Linked DNA regions of Gossypium hirsutum: region 2 is linked to region 1. The links are chromatin contacts, called in public Hi-C maps. All regions are on one chromosome and are shown on one strand. The core of a region is the stretch at or near the end of the contact, and the rest is flanking DNA. Distances in the headings are between cores, read along the strand shown. Region 1 holds the start of LOC107900937 (jasmonoyl--L-amino acid synthetase JAR4). Region 2 holds the start of LOC107900934 (protein CURVATURE THYLAKOID 1A, chloroplastic).

What was found. Hi-C and Micro-C count contacts between places; a contact is called where the count stands out from the background.
Region 2: a contact with region 1 is called in a Hi-C map of leaf, with 1.8 times the contacts expected there. The contact joins the promoter of LOC107900934 here to the promoter of LOC107900937 in region 1. A contact is called at or near these places in 3 of 34 Hi-C or Micro-C datasets (all in leaf).

What each region holds. Positions count from the first base shown.
Region 1 is chrD08:49,681,513-49,687,444 of Gossypium_hirsutum_v2.1, reverse strand. LOC107900937 (jasmonoyl--L-amino acid synthetase JAR4) reads left to right here and starts at 2,680. Exons shown (of 5, transcript XM_016826728.2): 1 at 2,680-3,001; 2 at 4,098-4,403; 3 at 4,483-4,584; 4 at 4,678-5,459; 5 at 5,750-5,932. The coding sequence starts at 4,111.
Region 2 is chrD08:49,851,247-49,857,178 of Gossypium_hirsutum_v2.1, reverse strand. LOC107900934 (protein CURVATURE THYLAKOID 1A, chloroplastic) reads right to left here and starts at 3,813. Exons shown (of 5, transcript XM_016826721.2): 1 at 3,288-3,813; 2 at 2,608-2,696; 3 at 2,408-2,515; 4 at 2,251-2,322; 5 at 1,673-1,892. The coding sequence starts at 3,444. The coding sequence ends at 1,827. LOC107900933 (eukaryotic translation initiation factor 1A) reads left to right here. Exons shown (of 1, transcript XM_016826720.2): 1 at 1-752. The coding sequence starts at 151. The coding sequence ends at 588.

The DNA of each region.
Region 1 (5,932 bases), core at 1,431-3,930:
TTCCAAAAATGGAAATGAAAATGAAAATGGGGCTTTTAGACTGTTTTGAAGCCCGAAAAATGAAAATAAATTATTCGATCATGGTGAACATGTTGAGTTGTGGCATATTGAACAAACTTTCTTGAAATTTTACCTGTGGTAAAATCGTCAAAATTTTACTTGAGTAAAATTGGGATGAGAAAATTATTTAATATGTAAATATTAAAGTTTATTTTGAAAAATAGAAAAACTAAATCCCGTTGGATCACATTATAGAGTATTGGGTCAAAAAGGTCCAGGAAGTATTTGTAATTAGATATGATGTAAGAGAGGCCCATAACCCCTCATATAACATGAAGGGGTGGCAACCCTAGTAGAAATACAAGGGTGAGTCGTTCACCCCTCTCCTAATCTAAGTAGGATGTTGTATTTCTATTTAAAATAAACCTCTAAAACTCTACAAGGATTCTACTTTCTTTTCCTATAACTAGATAGCACCGATAGAGCTATTAACACAACTTTTGAGAGATTGTTATTCTGCCAAAAAATAGAAAGAATTTATTCTCAACTTATAAACATATTTTTCAAGATAACAATTTTACCGGTCTCTATTAAAGAAGAAAGAATTTACGTTTTCACCCTAAAAGGATCTTTTTCTAGTTCTGTATTTTGATTCAATTGGTTCGAGCCCACACTCGAAACAGTTCGTGGTACGAGAATAGTGGAGAAGATAATTTGATAGAAAGACGAAAAACATAAAGGATTCTCTCATCCAAAAACATAGGTACGAATTCGGTTAAGGTTTATTACTATAAATATCACAATCGGGCCGGTTTTTAAAATTTTAATTTTTCGCTGTGCAAGACAACTGTTTTCAAACCAGATTTTTTCCAACAGAACTTTGGTTCTCTAGGCAATTTACTAATCTCCTAACCTTCAATACTAAGGCTCATTTCTTGGTGATTTTATTAATTCTAACCCTATATATCCTAGGGTGTTACACGTCTTGTCAATCAGGCGAAAGATTCTCCGACACCTTAGATAGTCGCGCCATTGTAGATCACAACGTCAACACTCTTTATAATTATCAATATTACTAAAAATACCAGATCTCCTGCACATGAAGAAGAGAAAGAAAGAGGGAATTAGAGGACCTAAGAGTACCCACCTTTTAGCTAACTTATTACTCTTCAAATTTATTGATTTGGAGATGTGTGGAATATACAACGGTGACCATACATTAGTTTTTGACTTTAATATAAAAAAGTACAAGAATTTGATTTGTTTTTTTTTTTGGCTTAATGTTAATTTGGCCTTGAATGTTTACATTTTTTACCAATTTGACTTTTATCCTTTTTGTAAGCTAAGTTTGACCATTCTTTCAAAATGAGTCAATTTGCTTTTCTTTAACAAAAATACTGACTAAAACATTAATCTTTTAATGATGATAGTGTGGCAACCTGCGTAACAATCTATGCGTGTTTTATGCTGACATTACACTATTTGTCTTACAATCCGCATCAATAAATAATTTTAAAATTATAAAAATATTCAAAAAATAAAAAAAAATCAAATTTCCAAAAAAACCTATAAAATGTTCATAGAAAATAGCATGAAGTACATGTGGATTGCAATGCGAGTTCCTATGTTTAAAAATATAATGTTTTAGTCGGTATTTTCATTAATTAAATAATAATTTGACTCTTTTTGAAAGGTCAATAGCCAATTTTAACTCTTTTTTAAAAGGTTGAAGATCAAATTGATAAAAATATAAATATTAAGAGTTAAATTTATCATTATACTTTTTTAATATAAAGGCTTAATAAAAATTTTTATCATGCCTTGCTTTTAAATATTTAATGTATTTAAGAAGGAAAATCAAGAAGAGGAATAAAATAAATAAATGATTTATATTCTAGACTTAAAAGTTGAAATTGATATTTTATTGTTAATATTAAAAATAAATGAAAAATATTTTTTTTTCAGAAGGATAAATATTAACGTAAATTCAAACATCAATCTAAAATAACAAAAAAATTGAAGTTTGATATTAATTCTTAAAGGTAGATAATTTTTTTATATAATTAATATTTTAACAATTTAATAAGACTCAATAGGTATGGGCATTGTTGTCAATGCAAGAGGATGTGAGATTGAGTACGTTGAAGTGTATTATCCTCCTATTTATGGGTTGGGAAATGGCTATGGGTACTTCTAAACATTGTGATAAAATATTTCATTATCTATTCTTGTAGATTATACATGTAAAGTTTAACATAAATTCAAAATTTCTAAATATTTAATTTATGTAAAAAAATTCAATAGTTGAATATTATATTAATTCAAAATTTTATATGCATGGTAAATACAAATATGTTGATAAATTTAATGGTTAAATTGTTAAAATATTACTCTTATATAAAAAATACGAAGATGTATAAAATTACTTATAACTTATATAAAATTCTCTTCAAATATAAATAGACATAAATTCAAGTGCGTAGCTAGGGGCTAGTAGGGGCTTGACCCCTTAAAATAAAAAAAATTCTATTTAGACCATATAAAATTTTAAATTAGTAAAAATAAATTTATATTTTGACTAAAAATGATAAAATTTTAATTTAATAAAAATTTACATTATTATTACCCTAACAACAACATGTTTTAGGCTTTTAGCTTCTCCGCTGTATAAATTAATAACAAAAATAAAATTATGATCGTATTTACTCTGGAAAGACTCCATTAGGAGATTGGTTATATATTATATATGGTCGGATATAGATATATATGAAGGCCAGCGCGAATATCCATTGACCAACTCAACTACCCAATTTCAACCCCTCCGTACATACAGAAAATTCTTTGTTTTCCAGTGAGGATAACGCGGTGTTTTTGAGTTTTTTTTTTTTTTGTTTTAGAACCTCTCTTTCTGCTCCTCCTTTTTTTTCCTCAATTGAGAGTTGTTTAATTCATGCTCTAAAGCTGCTGAGAGAAGGGAGATTTCTAGATTCGGATTTTCGAGGTATGCTGAAATTAGAGTTCTGTTTGTTATTTTATTTGATTTGTTTCGAGGTTTCTATAATGTTTGGTTAGTATATTAGTGCTTAATGGGTTCTTTTGGTTGTTTAGAAGGCTGATGAACGTGCGGGGATGTTTATCTTTGAAGAATTAAACTTAGTTTTGGAGTTTTATTTTTTATTTTTTTAAAAGTTTGGGTGAGGTAATGGAGGGAAGTGGATTCAATTCAAGCTTTTAATTGTTCTGGAAATAAATTGTCTCCAATTCACTTATTTAGCTATTTTTTCCCGTAATATGAACATATTACGGAATTTATGAAAAATACAATTCTCCTTCTTCTTCTTCTTCTTCTTCTTCTTCTTCTACTACTACTACTACTACTGACTTTTAGCGTTTACTTTTTCATGGATCTATGTAAGTTGGTTGTAATTTCTGATTGGAAACTTCGAATCTGTATGACTGTTTTGGCCGAATGATTTAGAATAAATTTCAAGGAAATTAGACGATGAACACCAAAACAGCTTATTGAGAGTTCAAAACGAAAAGATAACTTTTAGTGGATTCATCTAAAACGAGAGCTAATGGTTTAAATCTTAAATCTTATTGAGAGAAAAGCTTACAGGAAAACTGCAGATATCTTCGAAAATTTGCAATTATTATCTTTTTAACTTTTGGTGATCATAAACTTCAAAGTTCATCTTCTAGTACTACTTGATTCTTCTAAATTCCTTTCTTCTCAGGGATGAAAATTTAGATTCATTGAAACTGAATGAAAACCCTTTTATGGCGAAAATCCCAGTGTTTGGTTACAAATACTTTTCAAAGCAACCTATTTATATTTTATAGTCTAATTATATTACCAAAGCCGCCAAGCGTGCTAGCATATAATTTAAATCTTAAGATAAGTGAAGTTTCAATATTGGTTTTTCATCTAAGACTTAGTTCTTAGAAGACTAGATTTGATTTGTTGCATTTGCTTATAAAATCCAATATTTAAAGAGTCCAACAAGACTTGGGTGAAAATTGATAACATAATCTGAAATGAAATGAAATGAAACACCAATATTTCCATCATACTGCTCTTGTTTTAATATATGTAGAGTTTGAGTAACGATGATAGAAAAGATGGAACTTCTGGACGTGGATAAACTGATAGAAGAGTTTGAATCGATGACAAAAGATGCCGGGAATGTTCAAAGGGAGACTTTAAAGAAGATTTTAGAAGAAAATGGATGTGCTGAATATCTGCAAAATCTGGGCCTCAATGGCAGAACCGACCCTGAAAGCTTCAAAGCTTGTGTTCCTCTCGTCACTCACAATGACTTGCAGCCTTATATTCAACGAATTGTCGATGGTTCGTCCTCTCCGATTCTCACTGGAAAACCAATAACCACCATTTCTCTCAGGTATATATAATTTTAATCATTGTTTTTTATGATTTGATTTTTCAGAATTGAGAGCTGGTTTTTTGTTTGCAAACCGCAGCTCTGGGACTACTCAAGGAAAGCCGAAATTTGTGCCTTTCAATGACGAATTAATGGAAACTACTTTGCAGATTTACCGTACTTCATATGCTTTTAGAACAAGGTATGGTAGTATTGAGTTGAATATACTTCTGTTATTATTGAAATAAATGGTACAGGTTGGATGATCTTAACCTGTTTCAGTATTGTCATACAGAGAATTTCCTATTGAGAATGGGAAGGCTTTGCAGCTCATTTACAGTAGCAAACAAAGCAAAACCAAAGGGGGTTTGATTGCCGGAACGGCGACTACCAATGTCTTCCGCAATTCACAGTTCAAGAACACAATGAAAGCGATGCAGTCACAGTGTTGCAGCCCTGATGAAGTGATATTTGGTCCTGATTTCCACCAATCCTTGTACTGCCATCTCTTGTGTGGGATGATTTTCCGCGAAGAAATTCAGTTCATTTCGTCCACCTTTTCCCATAGCATTGTTCATGCATTCCGAACGTTCGAGCAAGTTTGGGAAGAGCTTTGTGCTGACATAAGGGAAGGGGTATTGACAAGCCGGATCACATTCCCTTCGGTCCGATCAGCGATGGCCAAATTGCTGAAGCCAAATCCCGAACTAGCTGATTTGATTCACAAGAAATGCTTGGGACTGAATAACTGGTACGGACTGATACCGGAGCTTTTCCCTAATGTGAAATACATCTATGGGATCATGACTGGTTCCATGGAGCCTTATCTGAAAAAGCTGAGGCATTATGCAAGGGATTTGCCTCTTATAAGTGCTGATTATGGATCTTCAGAGGGTTGGATTGGGGCAAATGTCAATCCAAATGTACCCCCTGAGTTGGCTACTTATGTCGTGCTCCCGGATATCGGATATTTTGAATTCATTCCTCTGAAAGAGAATGTTGAGGAGGCCAAGCCAGTAGGTTTGACTGAAGTTAAGGTTGGTGAAGAATATGAGGTTATTATCACCAGTTTTGCAGGTAATCTTTTTCCTGCATTTAATACAATTTGTGTGGCAAATCTTTCTCCTTTGAATACGTTTTTGATTTTCGTACAACCGACTCTATTAAATTTGTTGTTCTGTCCTAAATAGATTCTTTAACACAGACATAACTGACCAAGTTGATTAAGACAAGACACACCCTTTGCATTGGTTGTTTTTGTGTTCCGTGCTGGAAAAGGTTTAGGATCATGTAAAACAGAACTGCCTACAATCATGCATATTAATTATTGTGTGATTCTTGATTTCCCTTTCAACTTTAATCGGCAGGTTTATACAGGTATAGGCTAGGGGATGTGGTCAAGGTTACCGGCTTCCATAACTTGAGCCCGGAGCTGAAATTTATCTGCAGAAGAAACCTCATGCTGACCATAAACATCGACAAAAACACTGAGAAAGATTTACAGCTCGCGGTCGAAGCAGCATCCAAGTTAAACACCGAGGAAAAGCTGG
Region 2 (5,932 bases), core at 2,564-5,063, 170 kb before region 1:
ATAGTTTGGGGGCTAAAACGTGAATAAAGCCAAAAATTATTGAAAAGAAAAAGAAGAATCTTCAAATTAAAATTAAAAATAGAAAAACGAGTTAGGGTTTACTTTTCCATCTGAAGAAGGGGGAAGAGCAATCTTTGCGAAGAACCAAAGATGCCGAAGAACAAAGGAAAGGGAGGAAAGAACCGTAAGAGGGGAAAGAACGAGGCCGATGACGAGAAACGTGAGCTTATCTTCAAAGAAGATGGCCAAGAATACGCCCAAGTCTCACGCATGTTGGGTAACGGCCGCTGCGAAGCTATGTGCATCGACGGCACCAAGCGCCTCTGCCACATCCGGGGGAAGATGCACAAGAAGGTCTGGATCGCCGCCGGCGACATCATCCTCGTCGGCCTTAGGGATTATCAAGATGACAAGGCTGACGTCATCTTGAAATACATGCCCGATGAAGCAAGGCTTCTCAAAGCTTACGGTGAGCTACCCGAGAATACCAGGTTGAATGAAGGGATTGCTGGCGGCATTGATGAGGAAGATGATGGTGCAGGCGATGATTACATCGAGTTCGAGGATGAGGACATCGATAAGATTTAAATTTCTCTTCTCTTTTTTGTCATTTTTGAATTTATTTTAAGATATGGTGGTGATATTTGGCGTATGGTCATGCTTTATTAAGCACAATGGATGCTGGATTTATGTTATTACACATGGATTTACCTTTTATTATGTTAATGGCATTGTTTTCTCTTTAAATTTGACATGGGTTTTCATATTTTGTCCTCATTTCTGAATATTGCAATTTAGTATGGGTTGATTTTTGAGTTTGGCTGGCGGATTTTGTTTTATTTGCTTTCATGTTATCATTTTCTTTTGAGAATTAGTTAAGATTTTGATTATGGTTGTGGTCTGAGTCCTTTATTCCATTGGGGAGTTCTATTTGATTGCAGGGTGGCTTTGATTTCAAAGTTTTGTGGGAATATTATGGTTTTGATTTCAATGTTTTCTTCTTTGTGTTAGATTTTTATTGTTGTATGAAAATTGAAGAAAATTGGTTTCTGGCTTTTTGTAGCCAGAACCATTGCTGTTACTGGAAGGCATTAATTACCATTGTTTGACCATAACCAAGATGATAGGTGACAATTTCATGTATTATGGTCTATGTTATGTTTATTAGGATTAGGTGGTGAGTGCCGGATATGGGTATACTCAGTTGTTTTGAAAATTTTTCATATATTTAGAGGATCCTATTCCTAATATCAATGTCCAAATATGCGTTGGATATGGTTACTTTTGGGGGGGGGGGATGCAGAGTTGTGTGCTGATGTGAGTCTCAAGTATGATATCAATCTGGGTATTGAATGTGGTGGCAGCTGGTTAATATTAATTAGCTATGAATGTTATATATTGGTTCCTCTACCTCTAGAAAGCTTCTCCAGCTTTAGAATGACATTCAGGTGACTCCTCTGTTGTATAGGAAAAGAGTTGCAATTTAACTATGGTTTCTTGAGAGATATTAAGAAGTGTTGGCAATTTGCATGCTCGAATTTGTTGCTTTGTTTCTGCACAGTTGATGAACCTTGACATGATAAAAGGGCGAGTCAATGTACATTTTAATGGAAGAAATGGGATATCTCTGCACTAAACATGGCATTTATATGTAGTAGGAAAACTAGAGGCATGCGCATAAAATTGACAAGTTTTATTCCAGGAACAGGGGAAATATAAAGGTGACAAGAATTCATACAAGGAATCCCTACAATTACAGGATAAAGATGTCTCTTTTACAGGATACAAGAAGGCCAGATTAGCATGCCATTGCCAATCCTGTACATCTATTCAGTTCCAGCAATCTTCTTCTTCAGTGCCTCAATATCCGTAGCTAGTTCTTTCCTGCTTGACTGAGGTAATACGCATGTTGTTAGCACACGGCTTTTAGTGTTCATATATATGATCGGATACTATAGTCTGATAACCAATTTGATTTTAATCGTAAATTAATCCACCCTTTTAAGTTGAACACCACCTCTAATATATAAGCTAGATTTAAGAGTTCAAAGTGAGCACTTGCAACTAAAAAATGCTGATTCAAAACCATCAAATACATCATTGTCTCTTCATGCATTTGTAAATTTCCCTTTAGAGTTATCAAGTTGAACAATTTGCAAGTGTTTAAATGATGTGGCTCACCCATAAAGAACTCGGATTATTCCACACACAAAATTCATGGGACGTTATATTTTTTGACTGAAATCTTACCTTGAAGAGAAGGTATCTATAGACAAACCATCCTGAATATCCGAGTCCAACCAACTCCATTATCTTTGGAAGCTGATAAGCACAGAAATGCATTGATTTCAGATAGGATTAGCATATAAAACAAGTTAGAAAGTGTAGCATGAAGAGTTTCACTTACCAAAGGCACTGAGTTAATGGCACTAACAAGAATAGATGATAGCCAAACGGCAACTATTGCCCCACCACCATAAAGAAGAACCGTGGTCTTGTTCTCAACTTTATCCCACTAGAAAACCACGAAAAAAGCCAAGTCAGGCACTCAGTTCAGCAAGTTAAAAGAGCAAGAAATTGATTATGTGCAGGCCACCATTTTCGCACCTTTTCTTTCAAGTCATCAAAAAGCTCCCCGGTATCGACAGAGGTGTCCTCTGTTGCTTTTGTTTGGAGAAAAGGAAACCTCCGGGATTCTGTACCCAAAACAACAGGGTAAATAGAAGGCCAAGGAATACGTAGCTCAAAGTCTTTCTAAGAAATGCATATACTATGACAGAGAACCAAATAAAAACTATTTGTTGTTGTGGCATTATAAAGGAAGAGCGCTATATATTAGACCACTTCATAGTTGTTTTACCTATCTATTCATGTTATACGAACATGTCCGACATTCATCCAGAGTTGTTACTTGCATTCTATCCCATACTTGAATTGGCACCAATTCATCCCCATTTGAAATTTGGGGTCCCAACTGCCATATGATCGTCCAAAAGATTGACCCATTTTTATCAGACAAAGCCTCCATAATTAGTTTACTGCAACTACTCTTAACACGTGTGATTGTCACCACTCTAACGTTTCTGATCCTACACCCACCACCAATGATTTCATTTCCCAAAAAACCAGTCTCAATTCCGAATATGGTGTTTGGAAGAACCGGATATAAAAGTGAACTCTTAACTTATATGACCATTAAGCTTTCATTTTCATTCAATAAAATCAAACAAAAGGAAGAGCAGGCAAGTGAAGTGAGGCGTTAAAAGGGGGAATGTTAACAGCAGTACCTGGAGTTAGCTTAACGGACGAGGAAAAGGAAGAGGTGGAAACGCGAGGAGGGAGAGGCGGCAAGGCGGAACAGCGGGTTGTTCTAACGGCTGCAGGAACACGAGGAATCAACACGGCGGTGGCCGACATGGAAGCTGATGCTGCTGCTGCCGCCATTTTTTCCTCAAAAATTAATTATTGCTATTTCTGAGATAGATAAGCGCCCTCTTGAACGCTACAAATCCTATCCTTTCCTTTCCTTTTGCTGCCTTATTTCACAGTAGTATTCTTCCTTGCTTTCAAAAAAAAAAAAAAGAAAAAGCTCTTCTTAAAAAAATTTCGTTTTCTAATTTATTTTTGTCTGAATTTTTGAATTACCTAAAAGTAATAATAAAAAAATGGTATTATTAGTGTGGGTGACGTTTTGGTGGCAGACGAATGGAGTGATGGACAGGTGGATAAGATTTTTGAAGGAGGATTAGGATTGGTTGGTTCCCTATCTATATGCAATCCATGTTTTGAGGAATAAGGGGTCATAGCCCACTAGCTACACCTCTTAAATGGGCGGGTTATCACGACTTTGATTATTGTTAAAAACTTTCACTCAGTTTACTCGAGGTATATTAATTTTTCTATAAATCAAGGTCTTTTTTTTATATAAAATTATAATTTAACTTTTATCGAAAATTTACCATTTATTTTGAAAGCCGTTAAAAAATATTCATCATTTTATTTTAAAGATGTTTTTTTAGTTTAGTTAAATAAAATTGTTCAATTCTGGTTTTGTTAAAATATGAATTTTAATACTATGATTGGATTCTTTTTAATGTGAGGGTAATACTACGATTCATGAGGGAGGAACCAATTGGGCATGCCTTTTTAGAATTCTTGCTTGGCGCATATGAAGTAATCACAATCTTTTTATTTTTCAAGGATAATTTTGGAGCCCAAGTGACATAGTCAAAATTTCGTATAGTTGGGCCATATAATTCTTTTCGGCCTTTAATACGAAAATGGTTGGTTGCCACGATTTATCCTATGAAGAACATGTTAGAAAATATGGACATCACATATATAATAAGGATAATTACATGCTATTATTATTTACTATCATGATAGGTTAGTTCAAATTAAAAGTGATCTAATTTAGTTAATGTTTTATTGGGCTTTAATTATTAAATAAAGTATGAGTCAAATATGTGTAGATACTCTAGTAATTGAGTTCTAATCAAATTCTAATTAATGATGCGCTAATTAAGAATTAGAACTAATATGACAATATTATAAATATTAGGGTTATGGTCTCCAAATTATATACAAGATATCTTTTCTAATATCTCATCCTTAAGAAAGAGAGAGCAAATATTATCTCAATTTCTTGTGTGCTAATTTGAAAAATCAAATTCCCAGATCTGGAAAAACTTCAAGGATTTTAAGGATTAGGTATGTTTCCACATCTAATTTTATTCTTGTTTTGTTCTTAATGATTTGACATGACAAGATCCTGATTTATGATTTATTAAGTTTTATATCATATCTTAATTCATAATTCTAACAAGTGGCATTCAAGCCTCGAGCATATCAAATAATTGGGAATTGATTAAGGTTCTTCATTTGAATGATTGATTCATGAAATTTTATGGGTTTTATATTTCGTATATATATGTTGATCTTTGAAGGTTTATATTAAAGTCTTTTTTTTTTAGATTTTGATTATATTGAATTCATATTAAAATTTTAGGGTTTTATTTTAATTTTTAATTTAGGTGATTTTCAAATTGATGAATTTAATTATAAAGTTTGAAATATTTTACTTCAGTGAATAATCATGTTAAATTCAAAAAAAAAAATTCATTCTTCGTAGTCCTATGTTTCAATTTCTATTAAATGAATAAATAAACCTATACGACATTTAGTTAAAAAATAAATGGAAAAGAAGTTCACAGTTTCGTATATTTCATTTATATATAAATATATAATATATGCATGTTTTGATTGGTTTAATGCCTCTTGTTTTGGAAAATTATATAAATATATATGATTATCTTTTAATTTGATTGAAAGATGAAATTACGGTAAATATTTTGAAACAAATAAATTCAGATTTTGGCTTTTAATTAAGGATGTCTAATATTTTAAATAGATTAGTTGAAACAAAATGTCGCCAAAGTGACCTCTTTTGTGTAGATTAGTTTATTTGAAATATCAAGATGATTATATGTTTTTGTGATTCATGCGTTTATTGATTGACCCGAAGGTAAGTTAATATTTGACAGAATTTCAATGACATCTGTGGTGATAAATGTGTGACAATTATAATGTATTTTATGTGAGCAATAAGTTAGTCCAAAGATTAATTAATTGTTTGACATTATTTATTGTCAATATTTGATTGCTACAACAAGAGTATCACTTACTATTAATATTACTGTCTAAAGACTTGATATTAATGTTCTGCTTGGTATCTTGAGATGGGATTAGCCATTATCTTGAATTTATTGTTTCCTTATGAATATTTATGTGACCTTGTTTTTATTTGTTCTACATTCAACTAATTCATATTCTGCTACCACAATATCTGCTAATATAAATTCTATACCCATGCTTAATGGGACTAATTTTAAGGAATGGAAAAGACACTTATAGTGCTTGCATGTATAGACAT